2 separate regions of the Drosophila melanogaster genome follow, and region 2 is linked to region 1. Evidence: chromatin contacts called from public Hi-C data. All regions are on one chromosome and are shown on one strand. The core of a region is the stretch at or near the end of the contact, and the rest is flanking DNA. Distances in the headings are between cores, read along the strand shown. Region 1 holds the start of lncRNA:CR43785 (long non-coding RNA:CR43785). Region 2 has its middle 16 kb from the start of tRNA:Ile-TAT-1-2.

Evidence for each region. A called contact is a pair of places that touch in the nucleus more often than the background predicts.
Region 2: a Hi-C map of the Kc167 cell line shows a contact between it and region 1, with 1.6 times the contacts expected there. A contact is called at or near these places in 29 of 107 Hi-C or Micro-C datasets (the Kc167 cell line, the ML-DmBG3-c2 cell line, the OSC cell line and 8 more) and 2 of 7 datasets of targeted methods (both in the S2 cell line).

What each region holds. Positions count from the first base shown.
Region 1 is chr3L:736,108-743,814 of dm6, reverse strand. It overlaps lncRNA:CR43785 (long non-coding RNA:CR43785), which reads left to right and starts at 6,336. Exons shown (of 1, transcript NR_073907.1): 1 at 6,336-6,763. hng3 (hinge3) reads left to right here. Exons shown (of 2, transcript NM_001274293.1): 2 at 5,083-6,135. The coding sequence ends at 5,951. It overlaps tRNA:iMet-CAT-1-3 (transfer RNA:initiator Methionine-CAT 1-3), which reads left to right and starts at 21; the gene lies at 21-92.
Region 2 is chr3L:783,105-789,887 of dm6, reverse strand. No RefSeq gene overlaps it. Among named protein-coding and RNA genes, the nearest start is that of tRNA:Ile-TAT-1-2, 16 kb to the right of the region's middle.

The DNA of each region.
Region 1 (7,707 bases), core at 5,087-7,586:
ATGACGCAACTTTGTATGCAAGCAGAGTGGCGCAGTGGAAGCGTGCTGGGCCCATAACCCAGAGGTCCGAGGATCGAAACCTTGCTCTGCTATGTGCTTATATCATTTTTTGGGAGATTTTTAAAAAATTGTGTATTGTTAATAACTAGAAGCTATAATTAATATTAATCGAATGACTTTTGTGGCATTTTCTATCGGCACTTCTTAGCGATGCTGCAAGAAACGAAACTTCTAAATAGTTTGCTTTCTTGTTTGAGTTGAAAAATTTCCCATGAAAGTACCATGTCCGGCCAAAAGCTGGGGAAATCCCAGATGCCCACATAAATCTTTCGGCCATCTATGCGGGTTCGAGTTCTGAGATTTCAGTTCTGAATTCCAGTTCGGGTTCGGGGTTCTCCTCCTTTATCAGCTGCACAGTTTCCGATGCCAAAATGTGAGGAGCAGATATCGCACAGCTGCTCGGGGCATTCCACGCACATGTCCACGATCCGAATGAGATTTTCTCCGATTCTGGGGTTAAATCGAGGAGAAGGCGGTGGCCATGTGCTGCTCTTCAGTTTGTCGACGGCGGCGGCGGCTGCATGCCATAAAAATGATGAGGCGAACTGGTTGCCAGCCGTCGATGGAAGTCGCAGATTGGTCTTGGTTTGATGTTGGTACCCCTCTACAAGATGCTGATAGTTGCCAAATGTTGGGATAAAAGCCGCTAAATAAATAAATCATATTTATCAAACATCACACGAGAAACGAAATGAAAAGTAGTTTGTATAAAAACTTGTATGAAACTCTCTAAATAGTTTGCATTTTAGTTATCAAAAACCATTAGCACAATTGTTAAATGGAAGAATTTCCAGGAGTCAGAGCTCGTTTATTTAAAATAAACAATATATAATCATCCTTTTTAGCTAAAGTACAGTATTCCCGCTCCACGACCCTCAGAATCCGGCATATGTGCCGTGGAAGTAGCCAAGCTGGCATTTCTGATGCCAGAGTGCCGGCTGCATGTGTGATCGCGGATCGGGAATAGGGCATCGGGGCGAGGAAAGCGCACACATGTGACGTGGACAGCTGGGAGGATGAGGTGGAGGATGTGGCTGTGATGGCAGGGCCTTGCCGAGGGGGTTGGGCGGCGAGGTAGGGAGGGTGAAAGGCAGGCAGAAACAAAGGCAAGCCGAACCGAAACGTCCTTGCCCCGCAGCAGGAAGCTACATATGCGCAATCTGCGCATAAAAACTTGAACGATCGACACGTGTGCAGAATTTCCGCGCGCTCGCCGGCAAGAGGCAAACAGCAATCGCCAAGGAAAACGTGTGTGGAAATGTATCGCATATGTTGGATGGATGCAGAGCATTCCCAGACTGCGCTATCGATATACTGCCAATGGCAGAGCAAATCCCCTAGGCAGCTGCTCCAGGCTGGCCACCAAAAACGGTAGCCGTGCAACTTTCTATGCCCATGCAATCAAATCGCAAAACGCACCGCAAACGAGGGAAGCGGCGAGTTCGTGAGGCTGGCAAGCTGGCAGGCTGGTGGGAAGTAGGGAAGCTGGGAAGTTGAGTATGAGCCACTGCAGCCAAGCAGCTGCCAATGCCGATGGACGGACTTGCTGCCTGACTTTCATTAGCATTTCTAACGGCCAACGCAGCTGGCAAAGACGAACTCCGCACCACTCCGCACAAACAAACAGATGCTGCCAGCCACCGAGGCCAGGAGGAGTAAGTAGCCTCTGGACGCTGGACGCGAACTGGATCGATCCGAGACGACAACGTCATCGGGACGGCGGCCGGGGCAAGGTGAAATGTGTCCAGGTGCACTCGGGAAAACTGGGTGATTGATTGGGTACTTAGTCGGGGAAGTAAAGAGGGTATCAAATATATTTATAGGGGGTAATAGCTCTAAAAGTATGCAATAAAAATTACTACTGAATCCATGGACTTTCAGTGAGTTTAATATCCAATATACTCAATACTCAATATTTCGCGCAGTGCATTGGCAACAGCTGTACGTTGTCTGCATTTGCGTTGGAAATATATTTTTAATTGCTATTGGAATTTTTCCATGTGCGCCTCGTGGACATCTTTCATTCGCTTGGATTTCGGACTGCCGACTGCGAATAGCGGATTCGTGTGGGTTGCCAGTTGCAAGTGGCCAGTTGGCGAACTGTATCGCAGCAGTTGGTCTGCCACAGTTGCAGTTGCAGCATCTACTGCGTGACAATTGTCCGGTTGGTATTGAATTCAATTAAAGCCGCTGGCCAAATGCAAGAGCTGAAGCCGCTGACCGTTTGACATAATAACTGGCCACATTAGCAGCAATTGGCTGTGGTCAATTAACTTTTTTCTGCCCGTTTTCGCTCTCCTTTCCCCATTTTCCTCGTTTTCCCCGTTTTCCGCCACGCTTGTCGCGCTTTTCCTTATTTGCAACATTCATTGACACCTGCAATTGCGGAGTTGCAGGTTGCTAGTGCTGCTGTCGTGTTCATGTTGTTGATTGGCAATCAATTTGTTGTCCGTTTTTATGATTCGCAGTGCGTCAATGTCAACTAACTGTTTTTCTGCCGCTCTCTGGCAGTTGGTTATTTATTATGTTGTTGCAGTTGCAATTAACACGGCAGCAACATGCCGCATTTTCCACAACAATGGCCAAAAGCAAATGTTGCATGTGGGAGTTGCAGTTGCAGTCGCAGTCGCAGTTGCTTTTGCGATGTTGCTGCTGTCGATTTGCGGCGCGTGTTGCAGACGTGAAACCAGCAGTAGTCAGTCTGCCAGTCTGCCAGTCTGCCAGTCTACCAGTTTTCAAGCCAGCCGAACCCAGACATATGGCCGAGATAAGCGGCATAATTATGCAAATTTGTTATAACAATCAGCGGCACCACAGCAACAACAACTGCAATTCCAAGACGACGGCCACATTTTATGGGCAGCGTTAAACGCCGTCAACAGCAATTGCAATTGCCATTTATGGGGCGTTAGAATCTAAGTTAGTACATAATCGCTTGAGATAGTTTTTTATTTATTTGCCTATATTTAATAACCATACCCGCCATCTCAAGACTTGGCTCTACCATCGATAAGATCCCCTAGGAATCATCGAACAAAGCCTTCATAAATCGCCTTGGGCCGGCCCATAAAAATCTTGGAAACTACGTTTGGAAATTTGAATACAAACATTGACAATTGACAGAGTCCGTCGACGACATTGGGCAGCAACAAATCAATTGCAGCAGCAGCAACATTCTCGTGCATATGGTAGGATACAGTTAGAAAAAATTCTTGCTTCTCACAGAATATCTCAAATGTTCGATACCTCTGATAAGCCACTTCATTACTACTTAAGCAAAAGGTAACTTTTGTGTGGTGCTTGCAACTGCATTTGCAACAGCATTTGCAACATTCGAAGCCATTCTTTCTGCGAGTGCCTTTGGTATTAAGATTCCTTAGTGGCTAGGCTCGATCATTGTTTTCCATTCTCCATTCTGGCTGGTGACTACGCATGCATAAATGCCTTTATAATCATTTCGTTGAACAAAATTTAGACGTCACTTGGCTGTCAGTTGGGGCTTGATCGCCTGACGAGACGGACATGTGGAAGACTTTGCAGGAGCAGCCACGTCGGGGATCGGAGGTCGAGCTGGGGATCGGAGGAGAGCCAGGGCACCAGATCATGTCCATATTTGCATTTTTGAAATGACACATGGAAATTTTCGATGTTTTGCCTTTTGAAAGCGAGCGGCCAACAGATTGACAGCAGCTGCAACTGATGACAACAGCAACATGAGACAAACATAACAGCATAGCAGCAGCAGCAACAATGGCCTGGAATGGCAAGCGAAAGTCGTGCGCAAATCCGACCAGGGGACAGCATATGGATATGCTGCTCCATGTGCTATATATGCTATATGGATATAGACGGAGATAATTGCTGTCGCATATTTTCCACGTCCACTTGTTGTCGCCGACTTAGCTGCAGCAACATGTGTTGCTCTCGGCTTTTGGCCGGCTGCCTTTTTGGGCTACGGCGATGGCAACATGTTGCAACCGTCCAACCGTCGAGCGTCCGGCTGTGCAAATATTTGGAACTTCCCCCGGTGGGAAGATACTTGGCGGGCCTATCATCATGGCCAGCACATGTGCGCCATATAGCAAGGGTTTTCACGCATTTCGGCCCACTGTGCGAGCGCAAGTTGAATATCTGGCCAAGCAGCAGCGGCAACAACAACAGCAACATCAGCCATAACAACACGCGAGAATAAAACGCAAATAATATGTGTGTATATTGCAAAAGGCGAGTGAAAAACGTTCCAGAGAGATTTTATAATTGATGGGTGTATGCACTTTCCAAATGCTCTTTAAATAGCAAAAATCGGGTAACGAGTCCCTTTCCTACAATCAAGTGATAAAAAATAAATAGAAATTGAATGGTAAATAAGGAACTATATTTTTATTATCCAACTTTTACCTATATTGGAAATTGTGTGGAAATTTTAAAATCTCGAACGGAAAACACGTGCAGCAAACAGACGGTAAGCACGGCGTTGAGCACACAGCACCTTTCTCCGCGTTCTCTGAGAGACTTCCAGTCGAGAGCGAAACCAAAACTTATGGGGCTATTTTGAGAGAAAGCGCTCTCTGCTCTCTGCGCCAGGGAAGTTTAGCACCGCATTTTGCTCAGTTCGCCAATAAAGACGCTGCAACATGGACATGCACAGGCTGATCTTCGAGGTGCAGCAGCGCCGGGCTCTCTGGGACGCGAGGCATCCGGACCACGCCAACCGACCGGAGACCCAGCGCCTCTGGAACGCCGTCGCGGAGGCCACCGGAATGGATGGTGAGTGCACTGAGCGAAATCGGGATCAATATTCGGGTCAACACAAAAATCCAATTGGAACTAATTAAAATTATGATAATTTTAGATTAATTAGAAAATTGTTAATGCGAAGTACTAGTATTATTTTTTAGTATTTTATGGTTTTTTCAAATTAATTATTACATTAGTATTAAACTTTTTTCGGTGTACTTTGTAATGAGTGCTTTGTTTACATTCTCTTTTCTTAATCGCGTATACCACGCTCTGACATTTCAGTTGAGCTTTGCCGAACCAAATGGAAAAATCTGCGTTGTAGTTATCGCCGAAGTAACCGGCGTAGTGGGATCTTGAAGCATCAGCAGTCGCCCTCGCCGGGTCACCAGTGGTCATATGCGGAGGCCATGAGCTTCCTGGACGGCCAAAGGGAGGAATGTGATAACAGCAACAACGGGGAGGAGGAGATGGAGAGTGCACTCAAGATTGAAGCCGAGCATATGCCCATGTTGTCGACCTTTAAGAGCGAGCAAGTCTCAGCTGCGGATGAAATGGAGGCGGACAACGATGCGCTGATGCGCGAATTCCAGAACGTGTCCACTCCCCAGGCGTTGCGAAGGCTCTCCGAGAACATCTCCCTGGCCAGTGCGGCGGCGGAGGAGCAGGTGCCTTCCACTGCCGACCAATTGAGTCCGAATTTGAATCAGGGAAGTGCCATTGCTGCCGCAGCAGCCAGCAGTTGCCATTGCGCGAAGAGGGTGGACGAACAGGTCAACTTCCTGGAGAGTCTGGAACGCGAGGAGCAGCAGCTGATGCAGTCCACCAGCCAGGATCTGGCCAGGTGCAAGAGTGTCCTCCATGTGGGCGACTCCGACTACAACTACCTGATCAGCTTTCTGCCGCTGATGAAGCAAATGACGCCCTTCCAGAATGTCTTCTTCAGGGCCAAGATGGGGGAGCTACTGCTGCAGACAATGCAACAGCCGCCGGTGCAGCAGCAACCGCAGCAACAGCAGCAACTGCAACTGCAACTGCAACAGCAACCTGAGCAACGACAGCAGCAGCAGCAGCCCTCGCAAATGTTGTTGAACCAACAGCAAATGGCCTTGGATCAGGCGCAAGTGAGCACAAGCTCCACGAATTGGAACTGAATCGAGGATTGCAGCCGAGCAAAATAAGATATACAATGCCCCCCTTAATGTTAAGTGTGCGAACTGGACAAGAGCGCGAGCACCACTGTGCGCAGGTTCAGTGCACAGTGGTTCGATTTGGCTGAGATTACTTTTGAATTTTATCATTGCACATAATAAAAGCTATATATAATTTTAAGTCTTCAAATTGAGGGTCTTATTTGCTTGATGTTTAGCAAACTTAAACATGTTTAACAAACTGCAAACTATTACCAGGGCTGCCGGAATTTAACTTAGAAGCTAAAAAGGCTAAATTTAAATCTAATCCTTTATTGATTACCAGGGCTGAAAACTCTTTGTTATTTTTCTTCTAAGTTGGCTGTTTTTTTAATGCCACACTATTGGAACGACATTTGTTAAATGAAGTCAAAGCGACCAATAATCTTGACGATTAAGTAAGAATACATTCGAAGTTGGCGTGGAGCTACCAAAATAAGTACAGCTAATTCAGTTTTGTGTGCTTTCCAATCCAAGGCAAACATTATCAAAAAATGGCCAAGAAGATTTTGTCAGCGTCATCCAAACTAAACATCGACCAGAATTATCCATCCGGGTTTATAAAGCAAATGGTAATAAATCCGGTTATGAGCGCCATGACAATCCAGGATGAGGAGGCCAAGATGCAGAAGTTGAAAGAGATTCTTCAGATGCTAGAAGCGGTGAATAATAAATTGATGAGTCAGCTGCCTATCGACGTTCTTATAAAGATGTTGTAAATTATTAAATACAGCGATGTGATGGTATTCACATACGATAACTGCTCTTGAAGTTTCAATTGGGTGTCGCCCAGTATCCATCCGGAATGCCATGCGATGCATGGCACACTATTTTAGTACGATTATTGGGCCCTCTGCCTGCGCGTTCAATGCACTGCATTCTGCTCTGCCCCGCTCCCAGCTTCAGCAGAGTAAGCCCAAGATGATAGTGACAATCGTGTGGGCGTCCGAGTGGATTCTACGGCTTCAACTTCAGCTTTTTAGCCTTACAGCCAGCTGCAGATGCAAGGGCATCCGACGTAATCTCGCCTCCGGCTGCCCACACATGTCCGCATTGAAGCGGCGAAACGTGAAAGGAAGGGGCAGGGGGAATGGGGAATGGGGAATGAGGGGAACCAGAGATCGCCCCGTCGCCTCAATAAATTACTGCACACTAGAATGAACCCCATCACCGATGGTGGTCCTGCTCTTTCCGTCCGTCCGTGTGTTAAAAGCCAAGTCCAAACTTAACATGACCATAAAAAAAGAACGCGGCTTGAAAAGCAAACAGAGGAGGGGAATAGGTCGCTCGAGAAATCAACGCAGCTGCGGATGACGAATCGAAATTGACATTGAACCGAGCGAGGCTGGAGCCTCCAGAGGATCGGCGATGCAAAGGGGGCAAATCCAGGGGAGAGGCCACGACAATCGACTTGGACTTGGTGGCTTTGCTTTTGCTTTTGCCACGACGACGTCATGTGTTTGAACTTGTTGCAGTTGGGGCATGGGCATGGCTATTGGATTCGATTCTTGTAGGTTGTTGGTTGTTGATCGTTGGTGCTGGGTGCTTGGTGGTTGGCTCTTGGCCTGCCCCATGAATTCCAATTTCAATAGCAGCCATCCACAGAGGTTACCAGTGCACGGCAGAAAAATATTGTGGACATGACCAGCTAGTTTATTATGTTAAATGAAGATTGTTAATCTATTTGAATGGCACATAGCAATGTTGTCTAATGAAAAAT
Region 2 (6,783 bases), core at 3,803-6,302, 47 kb before region 1:
GAAATTGTTCAACACAATAATCTTATTCAACTTAAATTATCAAGCAAATAAATATTTGAGATCCGCCCACAAGGCAAACATTACTCTAATCACTCTAATCTTTACTAGCTCAGATTAGTTCTATGGCTTTTTCTTGTTTACCCAAGTCTTTTTGTATAACTTTCCCTTTAGTGTCAGTCGATGTACTACATTTTCCAGCACATAGAAACGGCAGCTAAAACAGCTATGAAAGTGCTTTAACATCTTGCCAATAAATATGCATAATTTCTGACAAAACTCTCGCGGTGAAACAAGGTTCGAGAAAACATCTTCAACCAGCCGGGGATGTTGCAAGGCTTTCCCAGTCTTTTCCCCACTAAATGAAATATAAGTGCATTGGCAAACAATAATGGCAACCGGCGGCAGCAACAACAATCGCTTTGCATACACCTGCAAAATGTTGCCGACATTATCATCCGCCCGCCTGCCCGGCGAAAACCCCTCCTTAAATCCGATCGGAGCAGGTGTTGTTTGCCTCCACTAGCTGGCTCCGACTGGCTGGCTGCATAATGAATTCATGGGTCTCCCGGTCTGTGATCAAAACCCCCCTCGGACCATACGATACCAATATGCACCCCACATGCACAAGAGTCTCATTCGTCTAGTATGTAGACCCATCTTCCATGCACGGAGAAAAATTATTAGCTACAATTTTCTTTTCTTCCTGGAAATGAAGAAAGTACAGAAATAATTCATTTTGGTTGAAGCTCTAGGAAGATGCATCACTTCTTTGCAGTGCATCACCTGCGTTGCACCTTTTCGATTCGCATTGGCATATTCAATCAGCGCCTGGCCAACATCTAAACAGGTGCAATTCTCTTCTGCGATTTCTAATTATTTTTAGTCGGGGCTTTTATGGCTTTTCACTGGCACTAAGGCGGTCCATTTGCCATTCGTTTGCTACCTGCGTTGGCTCATAAATTTCATTACGCTTTTATTGCACAGTTTTGCATGTTGTTTATAAACAAATGCATTCATTGCATTTGCCGCTAATGTGATGTGATGTAGCGGGCCCAGAAAGCGCCGCAACAACAATGGCCAGACAAACAAATGAAATTATTGGCAAACGCCATAAAATTCGCCATAGTGCACCTGCAATGCATCAAAGTGTAGTAATAATTATAGTAACAAAGCTTGGACTCCAAGCGGGTGCATAAAATTAAAAGCGAATTAAATCAATTGGGCCATTTATTTGGGGCAGTTACTACGTATTTTAACAAAGTAAAAGTGTTTTTTTTTTGCACATATGGTTATTCAAACAAGATTGCTTTGCTTTTACGGCATTTGGGTAATAACTATAAGTAAATGAATTTTAAGTATTTTTTTGTATTAATGGCCTAAAATTATGGTATATTAAATGATTGTGTTTATGTTGCTCGAGGGAAATGGAGTTTGCCTTACAACAGCTTAAGTTCTTCAACACTTTAGGCTTGTGTATTATATTATTAATGAATATTTAATATATTTTTATGGGTTAGTTACAATTGTTCATTTCTAAATCAATTTCCTTTTTATAGCGCTGCGATCTCGCCATTGCCTCTGGGTGCTGCCAGCATTTTCACCTGGAAAACTCGTATAAAAAGTGCTCCAGTTTAACTTGGTGCACGTTTTCGACAGGCGGGCTCTCAGGAGGAGGGGCAATTTGGGATTGGGACTGCGATTGGGAGCTGGCCAGCAGCAGCAGGCCTTGTATAGTACGTGTACGTCTATATGCAGCTATATGCAGCCACCTGTTGCACTCGAGCCGCCGCGTTTGCTGTTAGTCAGCCGCTGGGAAATACCAGTTGGCCGACTTGACTAGAGTTTTCCTTGCATCACAGACCTCTGTGGATAGCACTGTGAGCTGAGCAGCAGTTCGACTTTAAGACCACGACGAGGTGTTGCGCAGACGCCGTGGGCCGTCGTTGAGAGTCTGTTACAGTTACCGAGGTGCAGATGGACGCGGCGAATGCACAGCTAGAAAAACCTTGAATACGCACAATATTGAGTCAGAGTTTTCAAACATTTTTAGAAAAGGGATTTTTTGTCCTTCTAAAATCAAATTATAACACTTTCGTTTGTAATTACTGTATGCAATGTATATCTAAGCAGCAAGTTTTACTCTCCGTGCTCCCAGTGAATGATGCAGTCTGAATGGCGATGCAGATGGCGTGCTGCATGCAGATTGGCTTCGATAAGGTGCAGCTCCTACCCATCCCCGTCCCCATCCCCATCCCCACTACCATTGCCATTTCATCCCGAGCCCCGAATCCGCCATCTAATGGCCTTTCTTTTTGACGTTGCTGCTGTCTAATTGCGGGGCGTTGTTTCTGTTGGCCGAGGAGTTGCTCTCAGCGCTTTTGTTTTTGTTTGCATTGTGGTTGTTTTGTTTTGGGCAATTTGTCTAAATGACACTAACTAATTGCCAGACTAACGCCCCATAAATGGGCGAAAAGCAGCCAGGTGGGACTGGGACAGGTACAAAAAGAAAGAGACAATGGTGGCTACTTTCACCTGGATTTGTGGAGTTCGAAACCGAGGTTTTGGGTCAGCTTTGTGGTCTTAACTCATCCATGAAGCGGAATTTCGAGGGCATTGCGTGGGTCCGAAACAAAAAGCCCCTTCTATTTTTCACGGATGGAAAGCCTATGGCGAACCTAAAAGTCAGAAACAGAAATTCATGGGGATATTGTTTTCTTGTTTATTCGCTTATGTTTGTCATAAATTATCGCACGGAATATTTGTGCACACATTGTTATATTTTATTATGAGCATTTTACTTTGTTCTCGTGGAAATTCTTGTGGCATTTCGTGAATTTCGTGGCCGCGCGCAGCTGCTGTCGATGTGTCTTTTTTAAATTGCTGTGCAGCATCAGCATCTCTCGCTTATTTAAAAACTTTAAGTGTCAATTGTTGTGACAAGTCGAAAAAGCGTGAAAATATTGCGAATGAATGCGGACGGACAGACGGACGGCCGGACGAGGGCCACAGGTGCGTATGAGCAACATTGAGAAGGCGGCCAAACGAAACTAGTTGAGCATAGTTGGCCAAATGGGATCCACAGTCGTTCGTGGCTGACTTGAAAACCAGCTAAAGTCGCGCCACTTGACAGGCCAAACGGTAAAATTGAAGTCGAAGTTTGAAGAACACTCAGCGAAATACTCGAGCTGCTCCAAATAACTTTGAAACCTGACATTAATAGCTTCAATGATGGTAAAAATGGTATTCATAGCTTAACTGGTGGTATGAGAACCTTGCTTTTTAAAGAAAACCAACGAGTTACCATACCATGCTTCCAATAAAAAAATTTTTATTGTTAGCGAAATGCAGAAGCCAGGTGCACTTTTAAGTCGATTTTTATGGGCTCCTTTAGGCAGTGTCTACTGTGTCAATTCTGGGAGTGCCCGCCATAAATCTGCCGGCCATTTAGTGTCCATCATTTCGTCCGGTTAGTCACCGTCATCGGTGGCAGGCAAATGAATAGCCGCCGGCCATTATAATTTTTTTGAGCCAGCCGCACTTGCTCGCTGTAAATTTGTCAACTTTCGGTTGGCTTTTCGATTCGGATCGCTATGGATCGGTTTTGTATCTTACGAATCTGACGAGGTGGTGCCTGTGCACCTGCACCTGCTGTGCCCATTTCACGAAGCTGCCGTTTCTGCTGCCATTAGCAGCGGCGGCCGCTAATGGGCGCCCAGTACCGCCCCACCAGCAGCAACACCAACAGCAGCAACATGTGGCGCACAGCTGCAACACATCAGCGGCAGGGTTGTCAGAGTTGCCACCCACTGCTGCGGGCGATCTTGTGCGACGCTCAGTGTGTCATCAGGCGTTTCCCTTCTCCGAAAGTCGCGAAAGAATAAACCGAAGATTATATGCCCTTAAAAACCATTTCCGATCGATCTTAGAGGAGATTTTGAGTTGCATAATGTATGCTATTTATGCAGAACTGAACAATCAGTAAAATAATGATGTTTTATTGAGGTGTCTTATCTAATATTTAGAAAGCAATATATCCTTTCAAAGGGTATACGAAATAAGACGAGAGAAGTGGAGACCGCCGGCCTGTCATTTTCCGTCTGTGCACCTGTTTAAAGGCATTTCGCTTTTATTGATTGCAGCCCCTGAATCCGAATCTGAATCTCTGCCTCCTTTACCTTTATGAACGAGTATCTGCATCTGCATGTGTATCTTTTTCTGCGTTCACAGTTTGCAGTTGCGGTCATTGAGCCCCTGATTTGTGGCGTTTCTAAATTGTTTTTCATGTTTCGACGGCAGCTGCATAATATGTACACTTTATTGACAGCCACGCCAATTTGATTTAGATACCACTCAGCGCGTTTTTTCCAGTGTGAGCGTGTCTCCATTGCCTGGATTATTTGGCCATTGAATGAGTGGCAAGCGTGTGACGCCAAAAAGAAAAAAATCTACAAAAATATTGTCAACTTGTATATTTATTTTCCATCATTTCATTTTCAATCACAGGGATCATAAAGGCAATAATAAATGTGACTGCCACAATTAGTACATTTTAAACCTAATCTCTAAACACCCACAACTATAATAGTTTTAGTGATAACAATAGACTAGACGTACTAGGTCAAATACTTGTTTATTTAGATAAGAGAGCAAAAATTAGCTCAATTAGTTTGTCAGTATTTTAATAAACCAACTCATGCAGTTTTTACTAATGTTAATGTTTTTTGTGCAATACATGGTTGTTAATAGATACGAAGATAATATAAAGTTCAAGAATCTTTTAGTTACTCAGTTTTTCTTGCAGGAAATATGTCTAGTTATTTGCATAGCTTACTTTATTTCTTAATGGTATTTATTTATTTAAGCCTGGCTTGCATTGGGATTCCTTCTTTCAAATAAACTCCATTTTAGCTTGGGTATCGGGTGCAATTACTCGCCATCGTATCATTAAATTATCCGCTGAATTGCTGCGTGTTTTGGGGGACTTGTGGAGTGTATATAGTGGCGTACTCATTGCCATGACTACAAATACTATAAATACAATCCCGCTGAAATTCAAGTGCAAAGCAAATGGGGACTTTATCGGACTGATGCGAGTGTACCCGGCCGACTGCGACGTCGACTGAGGCAGCGGAAGCGTCGCTGATAAGTGATAACGCCGTCGTCCGGCCAAAAAAATTGTACTACAAAATACCCCTATAACCTCTATATTATGCCAAATGCCGAGTGCAAGAGAGGCGTCAGCTTAAAATGGGCGTGACCACCTGCGGAACCACCTGTTCAATGGTGCGATTTTTGCGATGTGCGATTCGTATTGTTGCTTTCTGTATTGCCAATGACGAACGATCGTTAGGCATTCTTTTTGTTTGTGTGTTTAATTTGCTCAGGTGTTATGCACCTGATTTGCGCGCTATCGTAGCGGCCAACGGCCACATGAGATAGCGTCGCATCTGGGAGAGGAGAAGGTGAAGTGGCACAGCGAGAAAAATCATTCGGAATATGGTATTAATGGCAGGATTTTGCGGGGGATATTCTCTAGGAAACTAATTTGGTATACGTTCTATTCGATTTGAATTACACACGATTGCATATACGTTTTATTTGATTTGAATCACACATGCGTGCATGTCGCACGTGTTTTTCCCGCAGTGTATCAATCGAGCTGTGGACCAGGTAATTACTTAACCCACCTCGCTGGAGCTTTGTTGTTTGTTTGCGCATCAATTGCCATGTGAGGAGGGGGAGTGAGTTGCTAGGTGGGGCACTCAGCTACAAAATGGCAGTTCACTTATTTATTCAACTTACTGCTGCTCAGTGGAAACCAGGAGATCCGCCAGCAATTTATCTTTCCTGGAACTTGGACATGAAATATTAATAATTTTTTATAGCACCCCCTAATGGTAATTGCTCGATTGTTCTTTAATCTCAGTTGGTGTTTTGAGTAGCCAGTGGATTGATAAAAATCTGGGTGAAAGTGCTCAAGTGCCGTCATAAATACTAAGTTACTTGTTTATTTTTGAACAATTGTTCAGGTACATTGTAGTAAGTAATCATTAGGCTGGAAAACACCGTCGAAAGCTAATTATGGCCATAGCCATATAAAACTATATCTGCTTTGTTTTTCCATGGCGCTTGTAAACTATTGCAAAAATACAAATAACCATTACAAGTTCTAAATCAAACGTACTACATCATAATTACTGATCTTTTATTTTGTGTAGCAATGTCTTTATACCCCCGTAAAAAATTTAAAAATGGCGACATAGGCATTTTCGAGCTCCTTTCTAACCCAACATGCAAGTGGCTTTCGGCTGGGCTTAGTTTCAAAAGTTTGAGATTTATGGATCGATGTAAATCCGCTCGGACTTTTCGACTGACTAACTGAGCTGAGAATGACTGACTGACAGCCTTCACCGCTGACTGGCAACAACAAATGACACGAAATGTTTAACAAGCAATTCAATGCGATCGCTAATGGTATTGCTGTTGTGCAGTAACATTGTTGAATATTTGTTGAACATTTTCATTTTCATTTTCGTTGCAAGCACATACAATAAAATCCGTATAAATCTAAAACAGAGTTTAAAGGCTTTTGCCAAATGTTAATGCGTTGAACACGTCTTGGCCATTAAAGCGGAGAGCCCACATGACGTATGCGTTATGACAGGCTAATGCTGTTGTTTCACAGCATTGGTTTCTGGTTTCTTGTTTCTTGTTTCTGTTTCTGTTTCTTGGCCAGTTTGGTTTCTCGGAGCGCACCCATTCAAATTGAGTTTTGAGCCAGCG